Linked DNA regions of Mus musculus: region 1 is linked to region 2. The links are chromatin contacts, called in public promoter capture Hi-C maps. All regions are on one chromosome and are shown on one strand. Each heading gives the region's core, a stretch centred on a gene start, on an enhancer-like site or on the middle of the called end of the contact. The rest is flanking DNA. Distances are from core to core; before and after follow the strand shown. Region 1 overlaps Epb41l4b (erythrocyte membrane protein band 4.1 like 4b). Region 2 overlaps Ctnnal1 (catenin (cadherin associated protein), alpha-like 1).

Region 1 (4,411 bases), core at 1,076-3,575, 270 kb after region 2:
CGGTGCTCTTACCCAATGAGCCATCTCACCAGCCCCGGAAATGTTTTATTTTACTTAAACAAGGTGTCTTAGTTAGATCTTCTGTTGCTGTGAAGATACACCATGACCTAGGCAACTCTTAAAAGGAAAATGTTTAACTGGAACTGGCTTACAGCTGAGAGGTTTAGTCCATCATCGTCATGACGGGAAGCATGGTGGCATGCAGGTAGGCATGGTGCTGTGGATCGACAGGCAGCAGGAAGAGGCAGTGAGCCACTATCCTTGGGTTTGAGCTTCTGAGATCCCAAAGCCTGCCACCTAGGGACAGACTTCCTCCAACAAAGCCACACCCACTCCAACCAGTTCACACCTCCTAAAAGTGTGGCTCCCTACGGACCTGTGGGGGCCATTTTTATCCAAAGCATCACACAGGGTGTCACTAGATAGTGCAGGCTGGAACTACAGTGCTCTTGTCACCACTCACTGAGTGCTGAGATGACAGGCATGTGCCACCTTGTTTTGTTTTGTTCTTTAAATAAATTTCGGAATCTCATGCAAGGGTTAAACGCTTTCTGAAGTGCTGAGGATCAAACCCAGGGCCTTGAATAAAATGGGCAAGCGGCCTGCTGAGCTGTATCCCATCCCCCTATGCTCATGATCTCTGAAGAGAAGAACAGCTGGTTTTTTTTGCTTGTTTTCAAATTTGCTCCCATTACGTTTCATCATCCTTAGACTGGCCTGAGATCTAATATATGTGCATTAAGAGTTCAGGTCTCTTGTTCCATCTCTCAGCTATCCATCTCACTTTGATGGCATGTGGAAGCACCACAGGTGGGCCTGGGCGGAATGGCAGTACTAGACCTCAGCAGAGGCACCTGAGTGGTGAGAGGCTTCCGGCTTGGTTATGAATACGCACAGTTGTTCCACACAGGCCTGTGCCCTGTGCTCTGTGGAGACACATGCTGGAGTAGAAACCCAGTTCTACGGCCCCTCCAGCAAACCAAACATGATCTTTGCCACTCTTGAGAAAAATGACAACGATCTCGTCCGTCGTCCACCTTGCTCAACAGCTCTGTCAACAAGAAAGCAGGTGGGCATGCATGCCAACTCGTGCCCTACCCCTACAGAGCAAGAGCACTTTAACCCAAACCTTCTATCTCCTGGCAGGACACGGGCCTAATGCCATGTGCTTTTAGTCAAATTTTACTACAACTCAAGGTATCTGAGGTCTAATAATCCCATCAAAAGGGAGACTGAGCTTAGTCTGGTTTGGGGATTTTTGTAAACCTGCCTTGATCCCTTTTCTAACGTGTTAATACCAGTAGTCTGACTGTGTTTTGGAGCCCTACCTGGGATCATAGTTGGCTTCACAGCTGGTCGTTCTCAGAAGCCCCCGAGGGAGGCTAGAGCCCACAGTTTCTGGGAAGTGCTACTTTCCCGATTAGTCACTGGCCCTCCTGCTCCCAGCCCCTGCCAGACCTGCCAGGTCTCCACTCATTTTGCTTGTCTCCTTCCTTCCTCACCTCCTTCCTTCTGCAAACAGAGCTGTTTGGGTTAGTGCCTGAGCCCTGGTGGCCCTAAGAAGCTCAGCTCAGAAAGGAGATGCCATCCTGGTGGTCACATTGTTAAAAAGAACAGAGTAAACTAGTGACATTGCCCACCTCCATCCCAAGTCCATCTTCGGGATCCTGACGTGAGGTTTAGTTTTAAATACGGTGTCAGGGCAAGAATTACAACAAGCAGTCCTGGCCAAGTGTGATTCCCCCCACTGCTGGCCCATCCATGCTGGGTCCCAGTCTCTCCTACAAGGTGTACTCAGAAAGGTAGGTATGCAATGTCCTTTGAGTAGACACAAGCTCCTCCTCTGGCTGTCACCAGGCTTCAACATTTTCCTTCTCCCAGCAAGAGGTTCCTGGGGGGAATTCTAACTCCTTGGGACTGTTGCTTTAATAGTCTGATGACCAAGAAGAGAATCCAGAATGTCTCTTCAGGATCTCTCCACCCCTGCCAGGGCGGCTACACCTTTCCTTTTCACTTGAGGCTCTGAGGGCTGTGCACCTGCTGGGCAGATGTTCTATCACTACTGAGCCCCAACTGGCCAGCTTTCTATGAACCGTCGTTTAAAAACAAAAAACAAAAAAAAAAGCTAGCTCTCTGTCGGAGACACACTCATCCCAGGTGGCCTAAGCATGTCCCCATGTGCTGAGAACTGGTTCCCAGAGTGACACTGTTGGAAAAAGCTTACCTTTTGAGCTTTGGGAGTTGGGAGGAACCTAGTGGGGAGTCTTCAGGTCATTGGGGACATAGCCTTGAAGGAGTTTATGCAAACCCACCCCACTCCCATCTGGTGTCACTTTCTGCCTCCTGATGTAAACGGTTTTTCCTCTGCCACCTGATCCTACCACGCTATGCACCGGCTTACTGCAGGCCCAAAGCAATCAGGCCAGCTGCTCTTGGACTGTAACCTGCATAAACACAGGCCAAAATAAAGCTCTTTCTTTTGCAAGTAATCACTATGAATAATTTGAGAGAGTAACAATAACTAGAAAAGTCCCCAGTGTCAACATAGCTAAATCGTGATAAACAAAGATAGACATAACGTAAATCATCATAAACAAAGAAGATAAGGATGCCATCACACAGAACAACTAAAATTACCAAATAAGTCACCTCGGCAGGAGAAATACTATTTCAGCAACTAGAGAGATGGCTCAGAGATTAAGAGCATTGTTTGCTCTTGCAGAGAGGAGCCAGGGTCAGTTTCCCAGCACCCATGTGGTGGCTCACAACTGACTGTAATTACAGTTCCAGGAAATACAATTCCCTCTTCTGGCCTCTGCAAGCAGCAAGCATGTTCACAGTACATATACACATACCCTCGAGAAGAAAAATACTATTTTAGCCATTAGCAGGGTTCAGTGACTCAAAACTGGATTGTGAGCCCGTGAGGTGTGTACACCTGTAATCTCTGGGCCTTCTAAGAAGGCCAAGGCAGGAAGATCCCAAGTTCTAGGCAACCCTGTGTCAAAATAATGCCCCCTCCCAAAAAGGAGGCTAAGCCTCACAGAAGTCACGTGACCAGGTTACAAGGCTTCCAGCTAGCAGAACAAGCTTCAGAACCCCCAAGGTCTCCTGACTTCAGGTCTCAGGAACCACATGGTGGCTCACAACCATTTGTAATGGGATCCGACGATGCCCTCTTCTGGTGTGTCTGAATAAAGCAATGGGGAATACATAAAATAAATAAATAATCTTTTTTAAGAAAGAAAGAAAGAAAGAAAGAGAGAGAGAGAGAGAGAAAGAGAAAAAGAAAAAGAAGAAAAACAGAATTTTTTTCTTGAGACTAATTCAATACATCAATACCAAATGCTACCTGCAAATATCGGTCTGGTTATAAGTGGAATACAGTCAGATCTCAGAGTAGGAGAGGAAACGCCCCTCTGGACAGCGGGAAAGTCACAGCAGTGTGCAAAGTAGATTATCTGCTCGCACACTGACACAAACGCTGAGACACTGGAGGGAACTAAACAGCAACAGTCTGGGCGGCTCCTAGAAATTGACTTCTGGTAAAGCAGCGCACATGTTATTAATTTCCTGATTTGCCTGGCTACCAATCTCTTAGAAATCAGCGGAAACAACATTACGAACTGCTCTTAACTTTGAACAAGGAAGGAGGGATCATCTTAAAAGTACTTTCATCTTGGCTAGTCAGTCAGTCCAAGGGGTATTGCTGCCAGGCCCACGTGACCCTCTTGGGCCACTGTGAGGGCCCTTGATGAGTCTGGACAGGGACTATGAGCTATCCCACCACAGAGCCACTGGCACCCTAACATCAACTAATGGAGAGATCAATGGAGAACACCGAGGCTTTGTGTTGTATTATCGATCAGCTATTGATCAGTCTGTTCCCAGCTGATAAGCTGTCTTTGGGCCAAGCTGTATTTAGATCTGGGCAGAGAAAGATTCAATGCTCTCGGCTCTTCTCTTTACACATCCCTTACAGGATGCAGTGAGGACCACAGTATCCTATCAGCCTGGATCCTATGAATATGTTCTTGGCTGGGAGCCGGGTGGGAGTACATCAGGAATCAATCTGAGAGTCTCACACACAGGAAGCAGATGTTCTCCATTGAGCCACACCTCCAGCCTCTTGAGGGGTGCTGGAAAGCTCCCTGTCCGCCTGCCCAGAGTCAGTCTGAGGGATGGCCTCGCTCTTACTCTTCAAGATGCCGAGAAAGGATAAAGGACTCCCAGAGCTCAATTTTTCGCATGCCCTGAGTGACTGCAAACGTGCTTCCTACTCTCCAGAAGGATCTTCACACTGCCAGCGGGTCCCTCGCTACCTAATGTACTACTCCCATTGGCAAAGGCCTCCCTAACACAATGGCCCGGAGCCATTCCATTTGTCTGTTATCATGTCACCTGTCACAGT
Region 2 (4,465 bases), core at 1,882-4,381:
AAGGCTCTTACCTTTGAGGCTGTAAGGAGCATCATCGTACCCTTTTCAAGCACAGCCCTCGCCACAGCCATTCTGGCCTTTTTCTTCTCATCTTTCAAATCCTAGAGATGAAATCACATCACTGGGTAGTCTAAGAACATGCAAGCAACTTGATCTTTTGAAAAGCCATTCACTCATCAATAATAATGTTCAGAAGGCCCAGTCACACCAGTCGCACCAGTCACACCAGTCACACCAGTCACACCGTTCAGAAAGGATCTGAGAATGGTTCCTGACCTGTCTGTGCTTTGGTGAAGACAGTCACACTCTTCACCCCCAGCTTCACTCTCTGAGGTCACTGACCTGCAGTCCATGTGTCTGTGTTACTGTCTGTCTCCTCCCACACCCTCTAAAACAGAGGTTCTGGGGACAGAGGCTTTGTATGTACTGTTAAATCCCCAGTGTCCAGTGACTAAGTTATGAGAATCTGCTGGGTATGAGGAAAGAAGCTGGATAATGCGATGGCTATGTTCAGCATATTCTGGCCAAATTAAGAAAGAAAGGGCTTAGCCAGGCAGTGATGGTGCACGCCTTTAATCCCAGCACTCAGGAGGCAGAGGCAGGTTGATTTCTGAGATCGAGGCCAGCCTGGTCTACAAAGTGAGTTCCAGGACAGCCAGGGCTATACAGAGAAACCCTGTCTCAAAAAACCAAAAAAAAAAAAAAAAAAAAGAAAGAAAGAAAGAAAGAAAGAAAGAAAGGAAAAGGAAAAGGAAAGGAAAGGAAAGGAAAGGAAAGGAAAGGAAAGGAAAGAAAAGAAAAGAAAAGAAAAGAAAAGAAAAGAAAAGAAAAGAAAAGAAAAGAAAAGAGAGAAAGGGCTTGAACTCTTGATGCAAACACTAAGACTTTGACCCGGGCAAAGCAGTTAGCAAACCCCTCCGTGGGAAACTGCCTACTGCCCTCTATCTGATAGGTGACATTTAACAGGGACTTCTGCCGGTGTGGTGGTGCATGCCTTCAATCCCGGCACTGGGGAAGCAGAAGCAAAAGGATCTCTAGGAGTTTGAAGACAGCCTGGTCTACACGGTCAGTTCCAGGCCAGCCAGGGCTAGTCTCCAGCCAAAGTCCACAAGTTTTAAAAGATTCGATCTAGCCTTGGTAGAAATAAATATTCCTATACCAATATTCTCCAGACCAATTCTATTTTCTTTTTTGATCTTTGAGGTAGGGTCTTACAATGTAGCACGGACTACCCTGGAAGTTGCTTAGTTTGACTTTAAACTGGTAGCAACCCTCCTATCTTAAAATCTTAAGTGTTGAGCAGGGCAGTGGTGGCCCACATCTTCCAACCACTTGGGAGGCAGAGGCAGGCAGATCTTTGTGAGTTCAAGGCCAGCCTGGTCTACATAGCAAGGAGGAGGAAGATGAGGAGGAGGAGGAATAATAAGAAGAAGAATTAGAAGAAGAATCCCAAGAGCTAGGATTACAGTAGTGAGCCACCATGCTGGCTCCATACCAGATTTCTAACTACAAATCAAAATAACAGTGGAAGTTTACCAGTTATGTGGCCAGCAGGAAACAGTCAAAATGAGCTACATGGGCTTTGGAATCTGAGTCACACCACACTCGCCCAAGTGATCCAGGAAATGTTAGATGATAAACTGTCATAAAAATACTTTATACTAATAATGTTTATAGGGAAGAGTGGAGGGGGCGAAGAGAGAGGATGAAAAGGAAATGAAGCCGAGTGTAAAAGAGCAATGGCTTCAGAACAGAGCACAGACAAGGTGCCACACAGGTGGCTTTTAAAACTTTGCATTACAATTCTTTGTTGATTTTGTGCACAACTGCACATGTGAGTATGTGTGTAAGTCAAACGTGTATCCATGTCTGCTCAGGCATGGGTATACATGAGTGCCGTAGCACCCATGTGGGGATCAAAGGGCAACTTGCAGGCGTCAGTCATTTCCTTCCACCATGTGGACCCTGTGGATTCAAATCAGACAAGCGCCCTTACCCACTCAGCCATCTATATTCAGCTTTTTTAGAGACAATTAGTAGTCCCCAGCCTGACATTTTCCAGGCCCATGTCCATCTCCCAACTGTAGCTACAACCAGGAAAGCTCCCAGAGGCATCTCAGTACCACAGGTCAGACCTGATGGATTCATAAGCAAACACCCCAGCTGGGAAAACCCTATTCCAGACATGCTGTGGTTGTCCACTCCTCAGACTTAGAAGTGTTGGTCTGAATTGGGGAGTAGGTCCCCAAAAACAGACATCAAGTTATGGTTGAAGACTGACAGGCTTCAGGGATAGGCTTAACCGAAATCAGTCCAATGGCAGAGTGACCTTAGAAATTCACCCCAGGTTTGGTTTTCTTACATTAAAAACCACCAATAGCAACACCCAACATGCAGGGGTGCATTGAATATTCAAATCAATCATGCATATTAAATACCTAACATATTATAACCAATGCAAATGGAACAATGCCATGTGTTCTTAGGAACAAGGACATGGATGTAGTGAATGAAGAAGTCAGTTCATTGATTAAAAAGATCACATTTCTACCCAAAGTAAAAGGTCTGAGTGTATGTGAAGACATCTCAAAGTGATAAGTACGTACATTTTGTCGGTCTCCCGTTAGATGTGCAAACTCCACCATTTCGTTTCCAAACTGGCTGAATATCTGAACAAATTCCTGAAAGCTGTTTACTTTCTCTAGCCTTTCCATGGTTGCGAGAATCTGCAAAACAGAAAGTATTTTATTGGGCAACAAACAAGAAAGAGACTGAGACTTCCAGAGTTAAACAATGACAACAAACAGGGGAGGCTCAGAACTCTCTACACAGCCCCTTAGTCTGGTTCTGAACTCATGATGATCCTCCTGCCTCGTCTTTCAAGAGTAGAGATTACACCCCCCACCCCCCTCCGGTCCCTACCCGAAAGTTCAATTTTCCTTTTAATAATAGTGACTCTTAAGAGACTCTGGGAAGGCTGTACTAATCACCTCTGAGGAGAATCCTTCAGTGACTTTCTTTCTGCCTTTTAACAGACTCCTCCAATTCTCTCTTGAATACACTGGGACCCAAGCTCCCAGCGCTGGGACCTGGGGACACTGTGGCTCAGAGCCACGTCTGAGCAGTAACAGCTCTGCTCACTCCTTCCTCTTCACACTGGGCTTCATGACAGAGATCCTCCTCTGTGTATTTAGGGTTTTGTTTATTGGTTTTGGTTTTTGACACACAGTCCCTAATCCAGGCTGGCCACACCCTCCCTATGAAATGCAGGATGACTTTGAACGGTTTTCATTCGAAGTCCATATGCATATAGTCATACCTGGGAACGAGTGTGTGTGCAAGGGCACGTGTGTACACATATGTGGAGAACAGAGCTTGACTCTCGGTATATTCAGTAATCTGTCTCTTCATTATTTTCTGAGGCAGGGTCTTAAACCTGGAGCTCATCTATCTGACTAGTCAGAAGCTGAAGAGTTGAGGCAAACTAAATCCATCTCCTTTCTTTACAAAGTACCTAGCCTTAGGCATTTTGTCATAGGAACAGAGAGCTAACAAAGGTAGTAATAAGAACTAAGAAGGCAGTGAAGAGAAAAAAACAAAAAACAAAAAACCAAAAACAAACCAACCAACCAACCAACCAGAAACTGTACAGGTCGCTGAACCAGAACTGTAAGAACCCCAGTGTGGAAGAAAATGGAAGGGAGGTGATCTACAGATCGAGGAGTGGGTGGGGCTAGGATTCACAGTTGAAAAACCGTTCTCATCCGTCAGGGGCTGCTGTTCAGACTAAGCAGCTGCCAAGACGCTTCAGACAGAGAGGGGGGAACAGAGCGCAGACCGACACACAGACAGACCTACACACAGACAGACACACAGACAGACCTACACACAGACAGACACACAGCACAGACCTACACACAGTACAGACCTACACACAGACAGACACACAGTACAGACCTACACACAGTACAGACCTACACACAGACAGACACACAGTACAGACCTACACACAGACAGACACATAGTACAGACCTACACACAGTACAGACTGACACACAGTACAGACCTACACACAGACAGACACACAGTACAGACCTACACACAAACTGACACACAGTACATCAGCAGAGGCTGTGTCTTCCACATAAGAAAAACAGTGAAACATTCTTTGATTGTTTTTTCCTAAAAACAATCTGCTGAGTTTTGGTCAGACCAAGATAGGTTAGAAAAACACAGATATCCTGTGTTTGCTCATTTTTAATGAGGCTATGGAGGGCATTTGGCCTGCTAACCTGCCCAGGCAGCTCAGGAAATGCAAGCAATTTCCACAGATAAGAACAACTGCACACTGAGCCAGCCTCCATCTCAGACAGGCTCTCTTTCCTCTGTCATTCTCTCCATTTCTTTTTCTCTTTAAACTTTCACTTTTTGGTTCACTCTCCTACTTCAAGACTGCATCTCTGCC

What was found. Capture Hi-C pulls out chosen DNA fragments and counts their contacts.
Region 1: a promoter capture Hi-C map of liver shows a contact between it and region 2. The contact joins two enhancer-like sites. A contact is called at or near these places in 1 of 115 datasets of contacts at active chromatin or transcription factors (large pre-B cells) and 2 of 9 other capture datasets (liver and pancreatic islet).

The regions. Positions count from the first base shown.
Region 1 is chr4:57,111,311-57,115,721 of GRCm38.p6, forward strand. All of the region lies in intron 1 of Epb41l4b (erythrocyte membrane protein band 4.1 like 4b), which reads right to left. Among named protein-coding and RNA genes, the nearest start is that of Epb41l4b, 30 kb to the right of the region's middle. Within about 2 kb of position 2,326, at least 20 of the 459 cell types and tissues checked have an H3K27ac peak or open chromatin away from gene starts, as enhancers often do. A contact at or near this core is called in liver, where this site is marked.
Region 2 is chr4:56,838,955-56,843,419 of GRCm38.p6, forward strand. Ctnnal1 (catenin (cadherin associated protein), alpha-like 1) reads right to left here. Exons shown (of 19, transcript NM_018761.3): 4 at 2,607-2,726; 5 at 12-101. Among named protein-coding and RNA genes, the nearest start is that of Ctnnal1, 24 kb to the right of the region's middle. Within about 2 kb of position 3,132, at least 27 of the 459 cell types and tissues checked have an H3K27ac peak or open chromatin away from gene starts, as enhancers often do. A contact at or near this core is called in liver, where this site is marked.